Regions from separate parts of the Mus musculus genome. Here regions 1, 2 and 3 are each linked to region 4. A link is a contact called in public HiChIP or PLAC-seq data. All regions are on one chromosome and are shown on one strand. The core of a region is the stretch at or near the end of the contact, and the rest is flanking DNA. Distances in the headings are between cores, read along the strand shown.

Evidence for each region. HiChIP or PLAC-seq counts read pairs in DNA pulled down with a chosen protein or histone mark.
Region 1: a contact with region 4 is called in an H3K4me3 HiChIP or PLAC-seq map of embryonic stem cells, with 2.6 times the contacts expected there. The contact joins the promoter of Tmem38a here to the promoter of Fam32a in region 4. A contact is called at or near these places in 2 of 39 promoter capture datasets (erythroid cells and neural stem cells), 5 of 115 datasets of contacts at active chromatin or transcription factors (the SCID.adh cell line, bone marrow-derived macrophages and embryonic stem cells) and 2 of 9 other capture datasets (adipose tissue and embryonic stem cells).
Region 2: a contact with region 4 is called in an H3K4me3 HiChIP or PLAC-seq map of stem cell-derived neural progenitor cells, with 26 read pairs. The contact joins the promoter of Zfp882 here to the promoter of Fam32a in region 4. A contact is called at or near these places in 6 of 39 promoter capture datasets (the C10 cell line, the HPC-7 cell line, cranial neural crest and 3 more), 5 of 484 Hi-C or Micro-C datasets (B cells, cardiomyocytes, embryonic stem cells and 2 more), 4 of 115 datasets of contacts at active chromatin or transcription factors (bone marrow-derived macrophages, extraembryonic endoderm stem cells, intestinal villus epithelium and 1 more) and 2 of 9 other capture datasets (adipose tissue and embryonic stem cells).
Region 3: a contact with region 4 is called in an H3K27ac HiChIP or PLAC-seq map of bone marrow-derived dendritic cells, with 5 times the contacts expected there. The contact joins the enhancer-like site here to the promoter of Fam32a in region 4. A contact is called at or near these places in 5 of 39 promoter capture datasets (the C10 cell line, cranial neural crest, liver and 2 more) and 2 of 115 datasets of contacts at active chromatin or transcription factors (bone marrow-derived dendritic cells and embryonic basal ganglia).

Annotation. Positions count from the first base shown.
Region 1 is chr8:72,570,472-72,575,653 of GRCm38.p6, reverse strand. Tmem38a (transmembrane protein 38A) reads right to left here and starts at 3,831. Exons shown (of 6, transcript NM_144534.2): 1 at 3,427-3,831. The coding sequence starts at 3,550. It overlaps Smim7 (small integral membrane protein 7), which reads left to right and starts at 4,606. Exons shown (of 5, transcript NM_172396.3): 1 at 4,606-4,650; 2 at 4,739-4,780. The coding sequence starts at 4,625.
Region 2 is chr8:71,906,219-71,911,684 of GRCm38.p6, reverse strand. Zfp882 (zinc finger protein 882) reads right to left here and starts at 3,079. Exons shown (of 3, transcript NM_001166645.1): 1 at 2,947-3,079. The coding sequence starts at 2,949.
Region 3 is chr8:71,745,263-71,750,629 of GRCm38.p6, reverse strand. No RefSeq gene overlaps it. Among named protein-coding and RNA genes, the nearest start is that of Gm35572, 8.2 kb to the left of the region's middle. Within about 2 kb of position 3,434, at least 27 of the 459 cell types and tissues checked have an H3K27ac peak or open chromatin away from gene starts, as enhancers often do. A contact at or near this core is called in bone marrow-derived dendritic cells, where this site is marked.
Region 4 is chr8:72,217,145-72,221,999 of GRCm38.p6, reverse strand. Fam32a (family with sequence similarity 32, member A) reads right to left here and starts at 2,255. Exons shown (of 4, transcript NM_026455.5): 1 at 2,140-2,255; 2 at 1,918-2,059; 3 at 19-72. The coding sequence starts at 2,213.

The DNA of each region.
Region 1 (5,182 bases), core at 2,582-5,081, 350 kb before region 4:
TACTCACACACATAAAATAAATAAATCTTTTTTTTTAAGGTTTTTCGAGACAGGGTTTCTCTGTGTAGCCCTGGCTGTCCTGGAACTCACTTTGTAGACCAGACTGGCCTCAAGCTCAGAAATCCGCCTGCCTCTGCCTCCCGAGTGCTGGGATTAAAGGCGTGCACCACCATTCCCACCTGTGTTCCACCATCTTTAACTGAGAAAGAGGCTTGATATGTAGCCCAGAATGCACTCAGTTTTTGTTTGCTAAAATTACAGATATGCATTGCTTAGCAGCTCCCCAGCCACCTTAATTTCCTAAGGGAAATGAGTAGTTCTTGCAGCCTAATAAATATGTCATTCTGGCTGTCCAGGAACCCATAGGACTTGCAAACTCAGCAAATATTTATTTACTTCAGCCTTCTTCCTCGTTCCCAAATTTTGAAGGAATAGCCTCAGGTAGATGTCTTGCAGCAAACACTGGGAAAATGGGCTTGAAATGCAAGCATGGAGATATTCTGATTAAATTCATCTGGGTTAATTTGGTTGGTCGGTTTTGGAGAGTGGGGATGGAATTCAAGGCTTCCTGTATGCTTAGCAAACATTCTACGAACAAGCCCCTCACTGGGGAATTTTAGGCTGTCACTCTAAGACTGAGCCATGCCCACCCAGGCCACACTAGCAGGGTGTAGGCAGGGGCTCTAACCACATCCCTGTAAAAATTTTTGAGGCCAGTAATGTGGCTTAGCAGGTAACAATACTTGCCACCAGGCCTAAAGGCCTGAATTCAACCCCTGGGGCCCACATGTGGAAGGAGCAACCTGAAACCTGTATTGTCTTCTGTCTCTCACCCATGTGCTATGGTAGCACCTAACACACACAATAAATAAGCAAATAAAGTGTAGTAATAAAATTTTTTAATACAATTTTATTTTGAGACAGGATCTGGCTAAGTTGCTCGTGGCTGGTCTTGAACTTGTAATCCTTCTGCCTCTACTTCTTGAGTGGGTGGAACAAGAAGCAGGAACCACTGCACCAGGTTCAGGTAGAGTTTTTTAGTGTCTGGCCTGGAACTCACAGAAAACCAACTGCCTCTGCCTTTGCCTCCCAGGTGCTGGTATTAGAGGCATGCACCAACACTCCTGGAAAAAGACTTTTAAAAGACCACAGGAAATCTGACATGCAGCTAGGGTTGAAGAACTGATGAAGTTCTAAAGTATAAAACCAGAACCTTCTGGAAAATTCTGTCTCCTACACTTGCAGCAAAGATGGCTTACTGTGATATTCCTGCAGAGGTATTCAGACAAGAATGAGCATGGAACATCTAGAATTCAAGCACCAGGGAGGCTGAGGAAAGAGGAAAGCGTTTGAGGCTAGCCCGAGGAACCAGTGGGATCCTGGCTTTTTTTTTTTTTTGCTTTTTTAATAGGGGTTGGTAAGATGATTCAGCGGTAAGAGCACTTGCTGCCCAGTGATGTCTGGTGATTTGAGTTTGATCCCTAGAGTCCACATAAAGATGGAAGGACAGAGTTGTCCTTCATCTCTACATGCACTCTGGGGCGTGTATATATACACATATACTAATAATGACAATAACTGAAAATGTTTTTTTTAACACAAATAAAATAAAGGGGGCAGTGAGTTTTACTTAAGTTCAATCCCCAAGTCCCCCACAGGGGAGGGAGAACAACTCTGTCAAGTTGTCCTGTGCCGTCCACATGCATGTCCTGGCACATTCACAATCCTCCCACACGCGCACACACACACTAAATGATGAAAAGAGTTAAAAATAAAAAGAGCACCCCATTTTCAGCACACTTCCATACTAAGTCCATTCCAGGGGGTTCCCACCTCCTCACAGTGGATCTTGGGGTGTGCTGGGTTCCACAGAAACCACCAGGAATTCTTCCTCAGACTGGAAACCCCGTTACTCCAAACAATAGCACAAACAAGAACTTCACCTTGCAAAGCCTTGTTGCTTGTGCACAGGGAAAGAGACCCAACACGCATGCCCGACAGTCTCGCTAATCCCGTTTGCATAAGAGCATGTATTTATGCTTGTAAGGACACGTGTACAATTTCATCTGAGAAAGCTCTGGAGATGGGCCCTTTTGGGGTTATCAGAACACTGTTTTTAAACTTGATTTTTTTTTCCTTCCACCTGTGGGCCATCTTGAAGCACCACCCCATCCCTAAGCAAACATAGGAGTCTGGTTTTGTCACCCCAAAAGTAATTAATTTACATACCCACCCACAGAAGGGTCTTAACTTCCCTGGAAGGAAATTACCCTGTCCTTCAAATTTGAAGGTTCAGTAGAATAACTAAAACTACAGAAGACAAACACGACACATTTGCTTACACTGAACTTGTAATAAAAATAGAACGCTCCAGGGAGGCATTTATTTATTTATTTATTCATTTATGTAGTCACTTATTTATGTTTGTTTTTGAGATGGTCTGTAGTCACACTGGACAAGAACTCATCAATAGCCCTGGCTGTCCTGGAATTAACTTGCTTTCCTCCTTTCTCTACGTTCTACGTTCTGGGGTTAGAGGCGAGCTACATTTGTCCTCATTAAAGCAGATTTGGAGGAGGGGTGCGGTAGCAGCAAGATGACTCTGCTGGTAAAGGAGCTTGTCTATGAATTTGACCACCAGAGTTTGACCAGTGACCCCCGTAAACTGTCCTCTGACCTCCACACATACCCACAACACAGAGATAAGTAAAAGTAATTAACTTTTTTTTTTTTTAATCAAAGAAGTAGGGTCTATCCTCCTCTGACTCTTGAAAGGAAGCTGACCCAAAGTTGCCCTGTCCTGGAACGGTTTAGGCTCCATAAGTGGGAAGGATCCCAGGCCCGAGCTGGCCCAGCTGGCATGTGAGAAGGGAGGGAAGAAGATGCCAAAAGATGCAGTACAGAGGGGACATGGGTGTCACTTTCCCCCGAACCTGATCGCAGCACCCAGCATGGCCAGTCCTTATATAGTCACCAGGCAGTCAATTCAAGGGCGTTAAGGGAGGTCATGGCAGCTGACGTCCAGAACATCTGACCCTCGCCCAGGCAGGTCCGATCCTTGATTTGGAACCTTCGCCACCATCAATCCCCCTTGCCCAAGATTAAGTTCAGGAATCCTTGCTCTAACCTGACTCTGGCCTTTTCGTTGCCCCCGCCCTCAACCCCAACCCCGCAGCACCTGTCCTCCTAACCGTAAACAAGAGCGCTCCTTTTCTTCCCTCCCACCTCATTTGCAGCCTCCTTTCCACAGCGCCTCTGTCCCCAGGGTTCGCTCCTCCACCTGCGCGAGCGTGGGAGCACTCCACGATCTCAGCCTCTGCCTCCTCCCCCATCCAGCTCCAGGATCTAGCCTGTCTCCTCCTTTCGTCTCCATCATCAAGCTAGGGGCAACCTCCCTCCTGGTAACTCCTACAATCCTCGACTCACCTGGCTCATACTTCAGGTAGATGATGGAGACGATGAAGTAGCTGAGGTCGAAAACAGGGAAGAGCGGCACCCGCGAGAAGCTGAGCGCTAGCTCGCCCAGGCTCAGCGCTGACATCAGGTCCATGGCGATGGAGGGCGCCTCCCCGGCCCCGTGCGTCCCGCGCCCCGCTGCCCGACGAATGCTCCCTCGCCACTGAGCCCGCCCCACTGCCAGGCACCGCCCCCCGCCTGCCCCCACCCCTCGGGAGAGGAGGGGTGGTGGGGGACTCCTAGCAGCCGGGAGCCCAAAATGCGGGGCCGTAGGGACGTCAGAACTCGTTCAACAGAGCCAAAAAGGCGATCTGTCCCCTGCATCCAGCACACACAAGAGGGAATCTTGTCCTTAAACATCTGCGTAGTTAGAATCCTGTCCCTTTTCCATGGGACTAACCAATTCAGGACCCCTATTTCCCTCAAAACCCGCGCCCTCGGAAGATCTCAGCCAAGAATATCATGTTTCATTCCTGAGGATCCAAAGTCAGAACCCCGCCTCCCACAAGGGGACCTCAACCAAACCCTCACGTTCTGTTTGGTTTTGTCTCTCTAAAAGGCTCCACAAGTCAGAACCCTCCTCTTTGTGGACCCCAGCCCAGACTGGATCCACTAAGTTAGGACCCTCCCGCTTCAGGAGGCCCCACAAGTTAAGATCCATCCTCTGTAGACCTTAATCCAGGCCTTATGTTCTGTAAGTCTGTCCGGTCAGGACTCTCATTCTCCGTGGGGTTACTCGAGTCAGACCTGGGAGGTCCGTGGGAGGTACAACTCAGGCAGGAGGTCATCCTGACTCTATGCACTCTGAGCCGGGATCGCAGTTCTCCGTGGGGACCCAAGTGGAGTCCTTTTGGAGTTCAGGCATCTGCCGCGCCCATATCCATATCCAAGCCGTTCACGGGCGGCTCAAGGGTCAAGGGCGCAATTTCTGTAGCCCGGAATCCATAGCCCAACCAACCCCCGAGCGGCATCAACAGCAGGGACCAGCTGTGGCACGTAACACTGAGCATGCGCGCGCGCACCCCAAGCTCCGCCCTGTAGGTGACATCATGCTACATCCTCAGTCGAACCCAACCAATGCTGATTCAGAATTGGTCAGTTCTCGTTCCACTTTCCGCCCCTCATCACGGCTTCCGTTTCCGGTTTGACGGACGCCTTGGGTGTAAGGATGATCGGAGACATACTGCTGTTCGGGTAATATGAATGAGGGGTGTTAGAGGTCGGAGAGTGGCAGTCAGAGGGGTGGGGGTGACCCTTACTGACCGTTACTGTCCCTCCGCAGGACGCTACTGATGAACGCCGGGGCTGTGCTCAACTTTAAACTGTGAGTAGGCCGCGACAGGCGGTGTCCCAGACAGCCAGGCCCTCCCACAGCCAGTCCCCGCCCACACCCTTGGTCACCGCCAGTCCCGCCCTGTGCATGCTCCACGCCCCACTAATCCTACCTCTAGCCACGCCTCCGCGCTGCTTCACCAGGCTCTGACAGTTCTGTATCACTCCAGGATCTTTAAATCTGTACTCTCTAGACCAGGGAACGGCTCAGCGGGCAGAGGCGCTTGCTGCCAAGCCTGACTACTTGAGTCCGATTCCCGGATCCCCCATGGTAGAAATCCTGTTGATTGTCCTTTTGATCTCCACACAACTGCTGCGGGATGGCACACTCATTCTTTTTTTTTTTTTTTTTTTTTTTTTTGGTTTTTCGAGACAGGGTTTCTCTGTGTAGCCC
Region 2 (5,466 bases), core at 1,830-4,329, 310 kb after region 4:
AACGTTATGTGGCTTCATTACCCTGATATCACAAATAGATCACCCAGAAATAGAGACAGACAGACAGACAGATCAACTGAGGAACTTCAGAGTTAAACTGCATCATAGATCATGCACCTAACAGCCTTTTACTCCTTTTACTCTATCAAACAAGTGCAGAACACATGCTCTTCTCAGCATCAGATGAAAGCTTCTCCAAAATACATCACCTACTAGGTGATAAGGCATTAGTAAATCAAAATACATTTTAAAAAGCCAACTAACAGAGCAACCAACCAAACACACCCCCCCCAACCAAAAAACACTCTGAAATGCTTTCTTGCATTGTACAAGATCAAAAATAGTCAACTTGCAAAATACTTAATTTGGAAAAACTATTAAGAAATCTAAGTCCAGGAAGACAGCTTAGTTTTTATCCTGCTCGCCACCTAAACATAAAAAACTAATTTCTGATCCCTAGTGCTCACATACAAAGTTGGCCATGGTGGCACACACCAGTGATGGGTACTTAGAAGGCTTGTACTGTGAAACTATTAGAGGAAAACAAAAATGTAGCCAAACTGCTCTGTAAAATGTATATATGATAATAAACAGCTCTGTAGAATGTATATATGACAATAAACTGCTCTGTAGAATGTATATATGATAATAGAAATAAACGAAAGGAAATCTTTACTTGGAAACATGCTCACATTTTTCCCTTTCCCATGAATAGAAATCAAATTATATACTGAAATGGAAAAGGCAAAAATCAAGAATTCAAAATCGCATAACTGACCTCAGATGCAAGACAGTCTTTGATAATATTAAACACCATGTCATGATAAGAGCTCAGAATCTAGTAGGCACAGAAGAATCATACATTAACATAGTAAAGGTCTGTATGACAGACACACATTAGTAATAACATTCTAAATGAAGGGGGCAAAACCTGAATGCATTGTCTCAAAAACCATAAAAAAACCAAAACCCACTAAGTGACTATTCACTACTCTTCTTGAATATAATATTAAACTATTAGCCAGAGAATTATGCAAGCAAAGGCAATAACAGGTATATAAATCAGAAAGGAGGAAGTCAAACCATCTTTGTTTCAATACATAAAGAGGAAAACCCAAACCTGTTACTGTAGTGTACACCAGGAGTCCCAGTATGTGGGAGGCTAAGAAAGCAGGGTTAAGAGTTCCAGGTCAGCCAGGCGTACACAGTTATACTGTCTGTGTAAAAAGTAACAAACAAACAAACAAACAAACAAACAAACAAACAAAAAAGGTATAAACCGGGTGTGGTGGCGCACACTTTTAATCCCAGCATTCAGGAGGCAGAGGCAGGCAGATTTCTGAGTTCGAGGCCAGCCTGGTCTACAAAGTGAGTTCTAGGACAGCCAGGGCTATAGAGAGAAACCCTGTCTCGAAAAAACCAACCAACCAACCAACCAACCAACCAAACAAACAAAAGTAACACATATCTGAGAAAACTAAGGAGAGTCCAAAAGATTACACCAAAAAGGCTTATATTATAAAGTATTTAGCAAGGGTACAAAATCAACACACAATGCCAGTATATTTTCTCTCAGCAAGTAATGAACTATCTCAGAGATACACTGTTAGAAAGTCATAATGCCTATACACATAAACTAAAATGCCCAAATTAAATGATGATGAGAAAATGTTCTACAAAGGCAGCTTTAGGTCACTGAAGAAAAAAATAAAGAGAAAGAAAGAGAGGATTTGGAGTTGGGTGGGCAGAGAGGTGGAGAGATTGGGGAGGAGTTGGGGAGAGGAAAAGTGTAATCAGAATATATTGTGTGAATTTTTTTTCAATTAAAAAAAATAAAGAAATTAAACACGACACTAGAAAAGACTACCATGATCATGGATTAGGAGAATCAATATTGCTAAAATAATTCAAAGTTGTAATTCAGATTCAATGAAATTTCCATTAAATAATCACATTTTACACACAACTAGCAACAGTTCTTAAAATTGCTATGACAGTGCAACAGACCCGGGGGGAGCCCAAGATATCCTCAGCAAAAAAAGAGCACACTGTGCAGATCTGTAATGAAAATAAACAGAACAGAACAGAACAGAACAGAACAGAACAGAACGAAGCAAAACCCGACAGAGTAGTGTCATAAATATTGATGTACAGTCCATTGGAAAAGAGAAAATAAAAATAAGCCCATACGTTCAGCCAACTGATTCTCAACAAAGGTGCCAAAAATATATACCAGAGAAAGCACCAATAAAATAATGGTGTTAATGCTGGATTTCTACATGATGTTTGAAACTAGACTCTGATCCTAGAGAAAAACCAATTCACAAATTGTTCACTTGTTGCCTGAAAATGACTGGCTGCTCAGAAAAGACAAAACACTATTAAGCACGATCAAACCCGTACCTTAATACTGTTGACATATCCCTCCAAGCAAAGCCCTTCTCTTCTAGCCACCGCTTGACACGTTTCACACTTTTTATCTCGGGCCTTCTCCCTATTTCTAACAGTCCTTTCAAATAAAGTCATGTCTCAGCATTAAAGAAGTTGAATCCCTACAAACCGCCCAACTGCATCACAGATGGCCACACTCCTTGCACCCCCATGTTGCTCACGGGGACCTGTGGATCGCCCGGTCCAGTGAGTTTGGCAATGTGGGGACGGGCCTGGGAACCGAGGGATTTCAATTGTCAATCAAGCAGCAACAACAAAAGCATTTGGATGGAGAAGACATTCAAGGATTCCAGAATCCGCTTCCCATGGACCGGAAAGACTGGGAAATCAGGTTCTACTAGGCAAAACAAAGCAGCGGCACATCGCCCCCGCGCGGCTCCCGTACCGCCAACACAGCTGGCCGCGCAGTCCAGGAGTCGCGCGCGCAGCTGCAGTCTTTGCCGTGGTTCCCGTACCGAGGGACTCGCCTGCATTCCCCGCATCCCCGATGCTCACCATAGCTGAGCTCCGGACCTCAAGCAGCCTCACGCGGCTCCAGGGTGGAGCGGCCTGAGGTCCAGCGACCCCAAACTCCCTCAGCGGACTGGACTGAGAGAGCAGTGACAATGGCGTTGCCAGGAAGAAAGATGGCGGGTGAAGAACTTCCGCTCTGTTCTCCGGGCCTCCAGCGACCTGACTCTGATACTGGGTTTGACGGTCATGAGAAACCTGAAGCTGAACAGTTTGGCACTCAACTGAGAACAGAGTCGCAACTATGGTAGCACCAGAAAGAAAGATGGCGGTGATGCTCTTCCGCTTTGCCTGACCCCAGTCTTGATTGGATCACTTATCTCATAACTGTTTTGGGGAGGGTCAATGTTACACTGCAGGGTAGAACAATACAGCACTCCCTGAGCTGACCGTACAGTTTAGCGACTTTGGCACCAGAAAGAAAAATGGAGTTAAGGAACTTCCCACTGGTGCTCTTGACCCATACACAGAGCCCCTTGTGATGTTGTATGTTGTCAAAAGACCCTTACAAAGACCACAGAGACCGCCATCGTTGCAAAACGCATGAGGATTTTACTTGTCCAACATGTTGGGGAACACCCTCTCAGCACCAGGCCAGAGGAGAGATCCAGAACAAAGGAACACACTTTTTATTACCTTTGTAAGGGCCGGATCTAGGCACCAGGGTAGTTTGGCTTATTTTAATTGGTGTAGCCAATAACCTTTTTGGACATTGGTTGATTTGTATAGGGTGACTCTCATTTTGTCTGTCCTTGTGGTTTTTAGTGTAAGGCAGGGCAGGGGCATTGTTAATCTTGTTCTGGCAGCTGTAAGCTTAGTCATTTTGACCGTTAAAACTATGTTTCTATATTTGTTTAGCCAGCCAGCTTCTTTATCTGGCTCTGTACTTGGCCTGGTAGTACAGTTTGGAAAGTCCTTTTGAAGGGGGAAGGTACTAGGTAGTCTTGAATTTATTTTGGATATTACAGTGACACGATAAAGAATCCTTACCTAACTGGAACGAAAACAAGCACTCCAGAGTTAGCCATTTCCAGAACTGTCTAGTTTAAAATAAAAATGAGTGAATGAATGAATGAATGAATGAATAAATAGTGCAGAATTCTGTCAGACCTTCAAAGAGGAGCTAATACCAATTCTCTTCCACAAAATAGAAACAGAAGGAACACTACCTACTTCATTCTATGAAGCCACAGTTATGTTGATACCAAAACCACACAATGACTCAACAAGAAAGAGAACTTTAGACCAATTTCCCTTATGAATATTGATGTAAAAATACTCAATAAAATTCTTGCAAACTGAGTCCAAGAACACATCAAAACAATAACTCACCATGATCAAGTAGGCTTCATCCCAGGGATGCAGGGATGGTTCAACATGTGAAAATCCATCAATGTAATCCACTATATAAACAAAACTCAAAGAAAAAAAAAACACATGATGATCTCATTAGATGCTGAAAAAGCACTCAAGAAAATACAACACCTGTTCATGTTAAAAGTCTTGGAAAGATCAGGAATTCAAGGCCCATACCTAAACATAGTAAAAGCAGTATATAGCAAACCAATAGCCGACATCAAACTAAATGGAGAGAAACTTGAAGCAATCCCAGTAAAATCAGGAACTAGACAAGACTGTCCACTCTCTCCTTATCTATTCAATATAGTACTAGAAGTTCTAGCCAGAGCAACAAAAGGAGGTTAAAGAGATACAAATTTGAAAGCAAGAAGTCAGAATATCACTATTTGCAGAAGATAGTATACTTAAGTATGATAGTATACTTAAGTGACCCCAAAAATTCCACCAGATAATTCTTCAGCTGATAAACAACTTCAGCAAAGTTAGTTGCTGGATATAAAATTATCTCAAATCAGTAAACCTTCCTCTACTCAAAGGATAAACAGGCTAAAAAAGACATTAGGAAAATGACACCCTTCACAATAGTCACAAATAATATAAAATATCTTGGTGTGATTCTAACCATTCAATGGAAAGATCTGTATGACAAGAACTTCAAGTCTCCGAAGAAAGAAATCGAAGAACATCTCAGAAGATGGAAAGACCTCCCATGCTCATGGATTGGCAGGATTAACATAGTAAAAATGGCTATCTCACCAATAGCAATCAACAGATTCAATGCAATGCCTCATCAAAATTCCAACTCAATTCTTCACAGAGATAGAGCAATTCTCAAATTCACTTGGAACAACAACAACAACAACAACAACAACAAAAAACACAGGATAGAAAAAAAAAAACTATTCCAAACAATAGGAGAACATCTGAGAGAAATCACCATCCCTGACCTTAAGCTCTACTACAGAGCAATTGTAATAAAAACCTCATAATATTGCTACAGAGCTAGGCAAGAAGATCAATGGAATAGAGTTGAAGACCCAGAAATGAACCTACACACCTATGGTTAATTGATCTTTGACAAAGGAACTAAAACCATCCAAGGAGAAAAAGATACCCTTTTCAACAAATGGTGCTGGCTTAAATGGT
Region 3 (5,367 bases), core at 2,185-4,684, 470 kb after region 4:
ACAACTGCCCATAACTTAGTTCCAGGGAATTTGATACCTCTGCTGGTTTCTGCAGGCACCAGTTACAGACACGAATGCAAGCCAAACACCCATGTATGCACATACATACACATACATATGCATGTGTACACACACACACCAGCATACTTTTGCACACATACACAACACACACATACACAATGAATAAAAGCTTATCACTAAGAAAGAGAAACAGACAGAGAGGGGGAGGGGAGGAGGAATGGAGGGGAGGGGGAATGGAGGGGGAGAGAGGGGGAGAGGGAAAGAGGGAGAGGGGGAGAGGGGGAGAGAGGGAGAGGGAGAGAGGGAGAGAGGGGAGAAGGGAGAGAGGAGGGAAGGGGGAGAGGGGGAGAGAGGGAGAGAGGGGGAAGGGAGAGAGGAGGGAAGGGGGAGAGGGAGGGAGGGAGAGAGGGAGAGAGGGAGAGAGGGGGGAAGGGAGAGAGAAGGGAAGGGGGAGAGGGGGAGAGAGGAAGAGCCAAGTGGAGCTGTTTCTGGGACCTCAACTGCAGATCCCAGCCCAGTCACCTTTGACCTTCATGTACTATGACCTGAGACATGTTGATATCTTGCCTTAAAATACCCAGAGCTGGGCTCACTCACTCATCCCTTCTGTCACCCATGCCCAGAAGGCTTGCCCACAGTGAAATATTAATGTTTCCCGTGAAATTTAGTTACTTGGGATCCTGGGCAGCAGGCATAAGGTGCGGGATCCGAAGTGGTCTCCCTCCAATATGCTGTAGCACCATTTCCCTGCCGCCCCTGGAATGCCCTGTGATGTTCAACATGAGCACATCAATCTGTTGGCCCAGGACCTGAAGGGCAGTTGAACACCAGACATGTGAGCCCCGCTGCTCCCATCTCCCATTTTGGATGCTCTCAGACCTGAAATCACAGGTGTGACTCTACAGCACAAGCCTAAAGGCCTTCAACATACAGTGTTTCAAAACAGCAGGAAACAAACTCTCAAGTAGGTAAAGCCCAAACACACGCAGCCAGCCCCATAGCCAGATCCACAATCTGCAGAAAACTCCCATCTGTGGATCAGTGCCACTAATGCCTAGTGCCCAAAGAGGCCACAAGAGGGCACTGGATCCCCTGCAACTGCAGTTGCAGATGGTTGTGAGCAGCCATGTGGGTGCTGGGAACTAAACCTGGGCCCTCTGGAAGAGCAACCAGTGCTTTTAATACATGGTCAGTTCTGAAGCCTCTACTTCTAAATGTCCTAACTACCAAAAGGAATGCAGTGGTACAGACACATATATACATGCAAAACACATATACACAGTAAAAAAATTTAAAAATTAAAAAATAAAAGACATCTAGACATGGTTTACTGTCTTCAGGACCAAAAGTTGATGGCCCTGAGGGCAGAAGTGCCTGACAACTAGACTGGATTCCTGGAGCCCACACAGAGAGCCAGATGTGTCAGTGCAAGTCTGTAGTTCCACAGTGAGACAGGAGGAGATAGGAGGTACTCAGAAGCTCAAAGCCCAGCTTGCCTGGGGTACACAGCACCACTGCTGCAGAAACGGGAGACTGTGACTCAGAAACAAGGCAGAGGTTAGGTGAGGTGGCACACTATTGTCACCTTGGTATTTGGAAGTCAGAGGCAGAAGGATCATTGAGTTCAAAGCCAGCCTCCCATATATAACAAGTTGGAGGCAAGCTTAGGATACATCAGACCATGTCTCAAAAAAAAAAAAAATCAAACAATAATGAAAAAAATTAAAAAGGAAGGAGAGAAAACTCATCTCAGGTAATAATTTGGGGTGGGGGTTCAAGACAGGGTTTCTCTGTGTAGCCTGGCTGTCCTGGAACTCACTTTGTAGATCAGACTGGCCTCGAACTCAGAAATCCGTCCTGCCTCTGCCTCCCAAGTGCTGGGATTAAAGGTGTGTGTCACCATCACCCGGCAAGGAAACTCATCTCTCAAAAGTCCTGTGACCTCCGTTGCTGTTTTGGGCCTGTCTTTTCAGACAGATCTCACTATGAAGACCTGGGTACCCTGGAACCCATTATGTGAATCAGGCTGGCTCAATCCACAGGCCTGCCTCTACTTCTGGAGGGCCATGTTCTGGTTTAGTTGTTGTTGTAGTTTCAGACAGTCTCACACTGTGGCCTGACCAGCCAAGGTCCTGTGGTCTAGGTCCTGCCTCTGCCTCCTGAGTGCTAGGGTCCCAGTTGTACACCACAGGCCTTGGGACATTTGTTTCTTTCCATATTTTGTGTTTGCACCTGTGTCAGGATGCACAAGTGCGTATCAGAGGACAATTTGCAGGATTCCACCATGTGGATTTTGGGGATTGAACTCAGATCACTGGGTTTAGCAGTAAGCACCTCTACTTGCTGAGCCATCTCACTGGCCCCTGGAAGCTGGTTTAAATGTTAATCATTTTAATCCAGCAGATACCAGTCATTCCCACCCTCCATGAATCTCTCTAGAGAAACAAAGAGGAGGCAGGTGAACATCCCCAGCACTGTGTTTCTAAGATCCCTGAGCTAGAAACCACCACAGCAGCCATAGCTAGAGGATGGACAACTTCAACATAGCACAGGTACCAAAAGGTACCACCCTCTGATACTTAGATGGAACCACAAAACTGGAAAAACACTGGCCCCCAAACACTACACACAGACCTGACAATTCTGCTCTTCTACACCCCAAAGCTCAGGAACTCAAATCCCAGGATGGGACTGTATGCAGTGTGGCTTGCATTTAAAGGCAGAAACACACTAATGATGAATGGATAAATAAAATATAGTCCAACCACAGGGGGAACAGCCCTCAGGTACAGTAGGAATGCTGCACTAGTCCACAGCACATGGGTGAAGTTAGGAAACATGATGTGGCTATTGCTCAGCTGGCAGGGTGACTACCCAGCATGTGGAGTCCTGGGTTCCATCCCCCAAAATGTAGTCTGAAGGTGGTTGCACCTGCCACCCCAGCACTGGGGCAGTGGAAGCAGGAGGATCAGGAATGCAAGGACATCCTTGGTTACATAGGGAGTTTTGGCCAGCCTGGTCTGCATGACAAAAACAAAGAAATATCCCAGCACAGACAGTGTGTGTGTGTGTGTGTGTGTGTGTGTGTGTGTGTGTGTACCCCCACTGACAAGCAATGTCCAGAACAAGCCAGTCCACTGAGGCAGGAAGCAGAACAGAGGCTGCCAGGGGTTGGAGTGATGGGTATTCTAGGGCTATGGACAAGTTCTGGAATGGACAGCTGTGAGGGTTGCACAACACTGAACTACTGAGGAACTGTCTGCTTTCAATCATGAATTTTACACAATTTCAATAAAGTGGAAGTACTCAGGGTGTGTATTCCATTCTCTAAAACCCAGCTAGCCACACAGGAAGCTAGCTGACTGCTGGCTGCTGGCTGCTGGCTGCTGACTGTTGACTGCTGGCTGCTGGCTGCTTCTGGGTGACAAGATACAGAGGGTCAGGAGACCCATGTGCTTCTGATCTTGGTCATAGTAGCAGGCTTATACCACAACCTACAATGCCACACAAACTTCCTGTGACAGGTTCACACTTTTATATTGAGGATGGCCTGGACCACAGAGGGAGGACAACACTGCAGGTGACAGTGCCCACCGAGTCTGAAAAGAAGTGAATTTTTAGGATCACCTCTGCTTGAAGCAGAGCACCTACTCCCACAATGTGTCCTGTGAGCTCCACAGAACACTAACACTTACACACTAACAAAATGGAAAGTCGAACAAATCCCACTGATCAAAAAGTAAGAAATAGGCTTGGTAATGCATAGCAGTACTTGCGAGGCTGAGACAAGAGGATCCCTAGTTCTAGGCCAGCCTGGACAACAACTAGACAGACCCTGCTTCATTCAGCAAGGACAGGGTTGGGAGTCTGTAGGAACAGTAAGGGGTTGGGATGGGGTTCACAGCCATACTTGCCTGGCAGTTCAGGCCACTCTGAAACTCAATCATAGAAAGTTCCAGGTGGTGACACCAGAGTTCAAGAACATTTTGTGTGAGAAACACAGGGACTCAAACTGAAATTCTATGCCTTAATCAGTCTACACCTACATGCCTTAACACACCTACATGCCAGTTATTCACTGCCTGTTGGCCTTCAATCAAAGATGGCCTATAGAATCAACAGGGGGTCATGCAGATGACATCAACTAGTGATGGTGTAGATACTTAGTCTGCTGCATGATATTTGCAAAATGACAACAAAGACTAATGATGTACATTGAAAAACATCTGCCAAATGAGACCTGACTGCACACTACTTGTGGACCCACAAATGCACATGCTCGTGAGTACACACACAAACACACTTGCCCTGTGCACACAAGATCATACAAACATGCCCTCATGCAAGCTCTGCCACACATTTATACACATGAGCCTTCAGACATGCACCCTTGGGTCCATGCCCAATACCACAGAAACTTGCCCACAGCCAGGTTCAGTGAAAACTACCCCTCCTAGAGCTTGCGTTCTGGGAGGTGACTCCAGTGTGCCTGTCAACTGCAGGCGCAGGAGCCCTGGTTTGTTTGCCAACAGGCTGCCTGGAAACTGGTGGCCAGGGGTTACACTGCTGCCCACCCAGTACCTAACAGGGACTGTCTCCCATGGGAAAGTCCAGAAAGGTCTGTTGATAGGTTCTGTCTAGTCCCTGGGGCATAAGGCTAACGGGGAAAACTAACAGAGCTAGGTCAGCAAGCTCCATCCCAAACCGGAAGGATATTGATAAGGTTTCTTGCTCATAATGCTTGTAGCCCTGCCAGGCTGTGGGCAGAGGAGGGCAAGAAAGTCAGCTAGTGTCGTGTTAGGAGACTGTTCCTTTGACAACTCTCTTTTCCCATGTTAGAGTGCCTACTTCCTGGAAAATCCCTCCCATGGGACCTGCCTAGGGAGCCTTTGTCCACTAGCCATCCCCTACAGGAGCATCCTGATGCAAGGATGAAGCCTTCCTGAAAGCAGCATGGTACCCACCTTCAAACCTTTGTCCAGCTGCCCACAAGCACTTGGGGGTAAAGTGGGGGAAATAGGGTTTTAAATCAATGAAAGCCTGGCTCAAAGATAAAAACCTATACACAGAGACAGAGACACTAAGAGAGACAGGGACTTTACTGCTGAGTCACAGTTTTGAGAACTAAAGCTTCATGACCATGCAAGTGCTTCACAAAAGCACCGGGAGAGTCCCTGTCTGCAGTTATCTAACAGTAGGAGTCTCCATGAAGATTGTGTCACCCTGAGGACATGACTATATTAATAAAACCAGGCAGCATGCAAACAGACCAGAGGTTACAAACAAGACTACCAGGCTGGGGCCACTAAGTGATAGGGTGCTTTTGGCATGATGAAGGCCCAAGTT
Region 4 (4,855 bases), core at 1,006-3,505:
GACAGGTGCAGGGCTCACCTCCACTCTCTGTTTGTGGGTTTTTGATGCCTTCTTCAGGATTCTTTCCATTTGCTGGAGAGAGAAGAGACCAGGGTGAGTCCCCATGACTGACACAGCCCAGGCTGGAGCTGCACAGATGGGGGTAGGGAGCCATAGCTCATTGATGCCCAAAGCAGCTGCTATATTTGGGAGGGACCCTGCTTAGTCTCCCTACAACCCCAGTATTCCTCATGGGCAGATCCTGCCAAAAGCTGGAAACTGGCTTTGAGAGGCCTGGAGCCACGTCCCACACAAGCAGACTCCTCTCTGGAGTAAGAGACTCCAGGTAGGAAGGGCAGAACCCGAGTGCATGCTCAGTGCTCCAGCTCGCATTTCTGTTGCTATGACAACATACCCGCCTATCTGGCTGGCTATTTCACCTTACAGTCCATAAAGAGGGAAAGTGAAGGCAGAGACTGAAGGGCCACAACTCAGTCAAGAACAGAGATAAATGGAAGTGAGCATGCTTCACACTCAGTTTTCCTTTGCTGTTACATGGTTCAAAACCCAAACACTGGGGGCTAAAGATCTTGAGTTCAGCTCAGAGCCAGCACTAAATGGTGGCTCACAATTTTCTGTAATGACACCCTTCCACACCTACTACACCCTATGGGAATGTCACAGTGGTCAGTGAGTGTGTACAGGTGTCCGTTGAAGTCCTGTAGAAGACAGGCTATACCAGTGAACCAGGTTGGCAGTACCCCCATCTCTACCCAGCCTATCTCACATACCCCACTACAGGTCTCATAGTACCCCAAAGGAGCCTGAGGAGGCACCATGCCTGAGCGTGTGCTCCAACAGTCCAAGCTGCATTGCCTTCGGCTCCCCCTCTGGCAGCACAGCACAAGAAGACAACACACTCATACACATAAATAAAAATTTCCAACGGTCTTCCACCCAGGGCTGGAGAGATGGCTCAGAGGTTAAGAGCACTGACTGCTCTCTTAGAGGTCCTGAGTTCAAGTCCCAGCCCACATGGTGGCTCACAACCATCTATAATGAGGCCTGGTGCCCTCTTCTGGTTTGCAGGCATATATGCAGGCAGAACACTGCATACATAATAAATAAAGTCTTCCACTCAGGACCAGAGCTACCAACGACAGCAGGAAGGGGTGGCAGACCCTAGGGGACTCTAGTTTGTATCAAGTTGTCCAATTAGGGTGCCCAGAAGGGCCACAAGACCGTAGCCAGCCAGCCCATGTCGTTATTCAATTGCAGAGGCAAAAAAACAAAACAAAACACTCCACTGAAGTACAGGCTATACCAGACCAGAGAACACAATTGGCTGGGAGACAGCAAGGTGACCCACACATCCCAGAAACTCTGTGGGAGTTCCAATACATAATTGATGCCCTTTGTTAGATGGAGAAGGTGCCTTCCTGGGTTTTCTCAACAGGGATATCACATTGTAACACTGCATCCTAGAAGTTCAAGTCTACAGAGATAGTGCCAGGACAACCAAGGCTACATAAAGAAACCTGTCTCAAAGCAAACTAAACAAACAAACAAACACCCAAAATAACTAGTATGGCCTTGTGGGCCATGCTAGCCTCTCCAGGAACTAAAAAGCTGAGGCAGTAGTTCAGGGCCAACTGCAGCCTACATAGAGAGTTACAGAAGAGCCTGGGTTCCATCCACACACACACACAACCTTCAAATAACAAAAGTACATTTGAAGCTAGGAAAGCGAGTTGTCATGGAAACAGACTTTGTGGTAACTTAAGAACAATGAACTTGGCTAGCATTAAGAGCTGATGACATCTGTCTTCCCAGTTCACAAGAAGACCACTTTAGGCAGGGCTACCAGGCTACCAGGAGTTGGGAGAAGGCCTGGGCTACACGGGCAGTTGGAGCCGGCCTGTTCTGCCCCTGCCTCACCCGCTTCTCCTGCATCTTTTCGAAGGCTGCCTGCGCCGGCGTGCGCTTGTCCAGGCAGCGCCTTTTCTCCTCCTCGCTCTTCTTGCTCGTCCCCATGGCCTCCAGCATCTTGGCCTTGTCTTTGTCTTTCTTCTTCTTCTTCCTGAGAGAGAGGGGGACGGTAAGAGGGGCCGGAGCTGGGGGTCGGCCCTCAGGGACAGACCGCGGGCTCCCGGGCCTCACCGCTTTGTCACGCCGAGCTCTGCCACGCCTTTCAGCTTCAGGGGGCCCTTCTGGACTTGCTCGTAGGCCTCCATAGCGCTCGCAAGCCGTGCCCCGGGAACTCCGCCACACTTCCTGTTTGCATACAGTACTTCCGGCCGAAACCCTCCTCGCTTCCTTCTGATTGGTCAGCTAGGACGCACGCGTCCTCAGGGTTCAGAGTAAGTGCACACTTCCGGTCTCGGGTAGTCTTGGCAACTGTCCAACAACATAGCTCGCCTAAAGACACACTTCGTATTTGGGCGTCCATTTCTGACTTTATGGGCATCCACTTTTGCTTTGTGGCATTATTTACTTAATTACTTTTTTTCCAATTTAGAAAATTACAATTACCCAGAACTCCAGAGACAGAGACAGGAGGATCTCTGGATCTCTGGATTCAGCGTGTTTTATGTAGTGACTTCAGGTCAGCCAGAACTAAAGACTGTGTCTCGAAATAAGTAATAAGAAAGAATAAATCTGGGGCTGGTGAGATGGCTCAGTGGGTAAGAGCACCCGACTGCTCTTCCGAAGGTCCAGAGTTCAAATCCCAGCAACCACATGGTGGCTCACAACCATCCGTAACAAGATCTGACTCCCTCTTCTGGTGTGTCTGAAGACAGCTACAATGTACTTACATATAATAATAAATAAATCTTAAAAAAAAAAAGAAAGAATAAATCTTTAAAATTACATTAAAAGTTAGTTACCTGTATACGTGTATGTGAGTGTGTGTACACACGTGCCAGAGCACACGTGGAGTACAGAGGACACTTTGCAGTACTCTCAGGCCTTATGCTGTGGGTTCCTGGGAATCAGACTGATGTGGTCATATTTATAGACGAAGATCCTTTGTCTGCTGAGTCATCTCAATGGTCACAATTATTTTTCTGTGAGTTTGAGGGCAGAAGTGTCATGACACTAAATGAGTCTGATAAACGTGGAATTTGCTGTGTAGACTGCTCTGACCTCTAGCTTGCTGCAGTTCTGACTGAGCATGCAGAAAACTGGAACTGCAGGTGTGTGCCACTGCCCTAGCTTGTCTTGTTGATGTTTTATAGAGGACAGGCTTGCTATGTAGCAGATGATTAAACTGTCTTTTTGGTTGTTTGTTTGTTTTGAGACAGGGTCTCACTGTGTAGCCTTGGCTGTCCTTGTACTCCTTATGTAGGCTATGCTGTTGTGAATTCAGGGATATCCACCTGCCTCTGCCTCCCAAGGGCTGAGTTTAAAGGTGCGTGCCACCATGCCCAGCAACCTTACTTCCCAACTACTGGGATCACAGATGTGCTGGGATTTTTTTTTTTCTATAGCAATTTTGGGGAGTGGGGAGGTTACATTTATTTATTTGTGTGCTGTGTAGAGCAAGTAGAGGTCAGAGCACAACTGTGGGAGCTGCTTTGCTCCTTCCACTGTGTGTCCAGGGAATCAGGCCCCTACTGCTGTTCTGTGAGAGGCTCTCTCTGTGTGCGAGGCTCTCCTTACACAGCCCCGAAGCTTGTGACTCCCTTAGTTCTGGATGTTAAGCCTGAGCCACTACACCAGGCTCACTTATTATTCTATATCTGATGGCTATTCTTGGTTTACAGCTTGACTACATCTTGAATTAAATAAAACTCAATAAAAGTGTTGATTTTTTTCTAAGTAAATCATTTAAAATGGGAAGATCCAATTTTAATCCAGATCATTTGAGATGGAAAAATCCACTTTTAATTTGGGACACACTTTTTTCTGGCAGCTGATGCATGTTTGCCCTAGCTTTTTATAGTGCATTCTGTACTTTCACTGACATTAGAGCCTGCTTCTTTGGGATTCCAGCATATACTGAAGACCAGCCAAGACATTTAGCATTGTGGAGTAAACAATTATTGAATTGTCGGACTCTAGCTGGACCATAGCTTGGGAACCACCCTAGCTTCCATGGCTAAATATATATAAAATCAGACTCCAGAACCACATTGAGAGCACCATTCTGACCTTAAAACCCAGGACCAAAACCTGCAAAAATGGGAACAAAGATCTAATCCATCAAAAATCTAGTCCATAGTTCCAGAATCCAGGAAAGTCCCTAAATATACTAACCTTGCCTTTCACTTCTGCTTCTTGCTATTATTGCTAACTAAAGTATCTCAACCAGGACGTGATTTTTGTGCATTAAATACAAAGAACTGTGAGCCTTGGGGATGCACAACATGGGAAGTTCACCAGGCAGCCTCTGGCCAACAATAAAGACTTTCTTTCTGGCTTTAAGAGTGTCTCTGTGCGTGTGTTCTATGGTTTTATATATAAAACATATATATGTTGTGTATGAGTGTTTTGCTTGCGTGTATCTAAGTGCACCATGTGTATGCCTGATACCCAAGGAGGCCAAAACAGGGTGTTGGATGCCCTGGAACTGGAGTTACAAATTCTTGTGAGGTGCCATGTTGGTTCTGGGAATTGAATCCAGGTCCTGCCTGAGAGATCTTTCTAGCCCTGTTATGTGTGTGTGTTGAAACCCCTTAAAATCTCCTTAGTTTTTTTTTTTTTAAGATTAGGGACTGGAAAGAGATGGCTCAGCAGTTAAGAGCTGAGGACCAGGTTTCAGTTCCCAGACCCACATGGTGGTTCACAACCATCCATAGGTACACAAGGGGTGCACACACACAGGGAGAACACAGCACACTTTTAAAAAGGAAAGTAAATCCAGTAACATAAA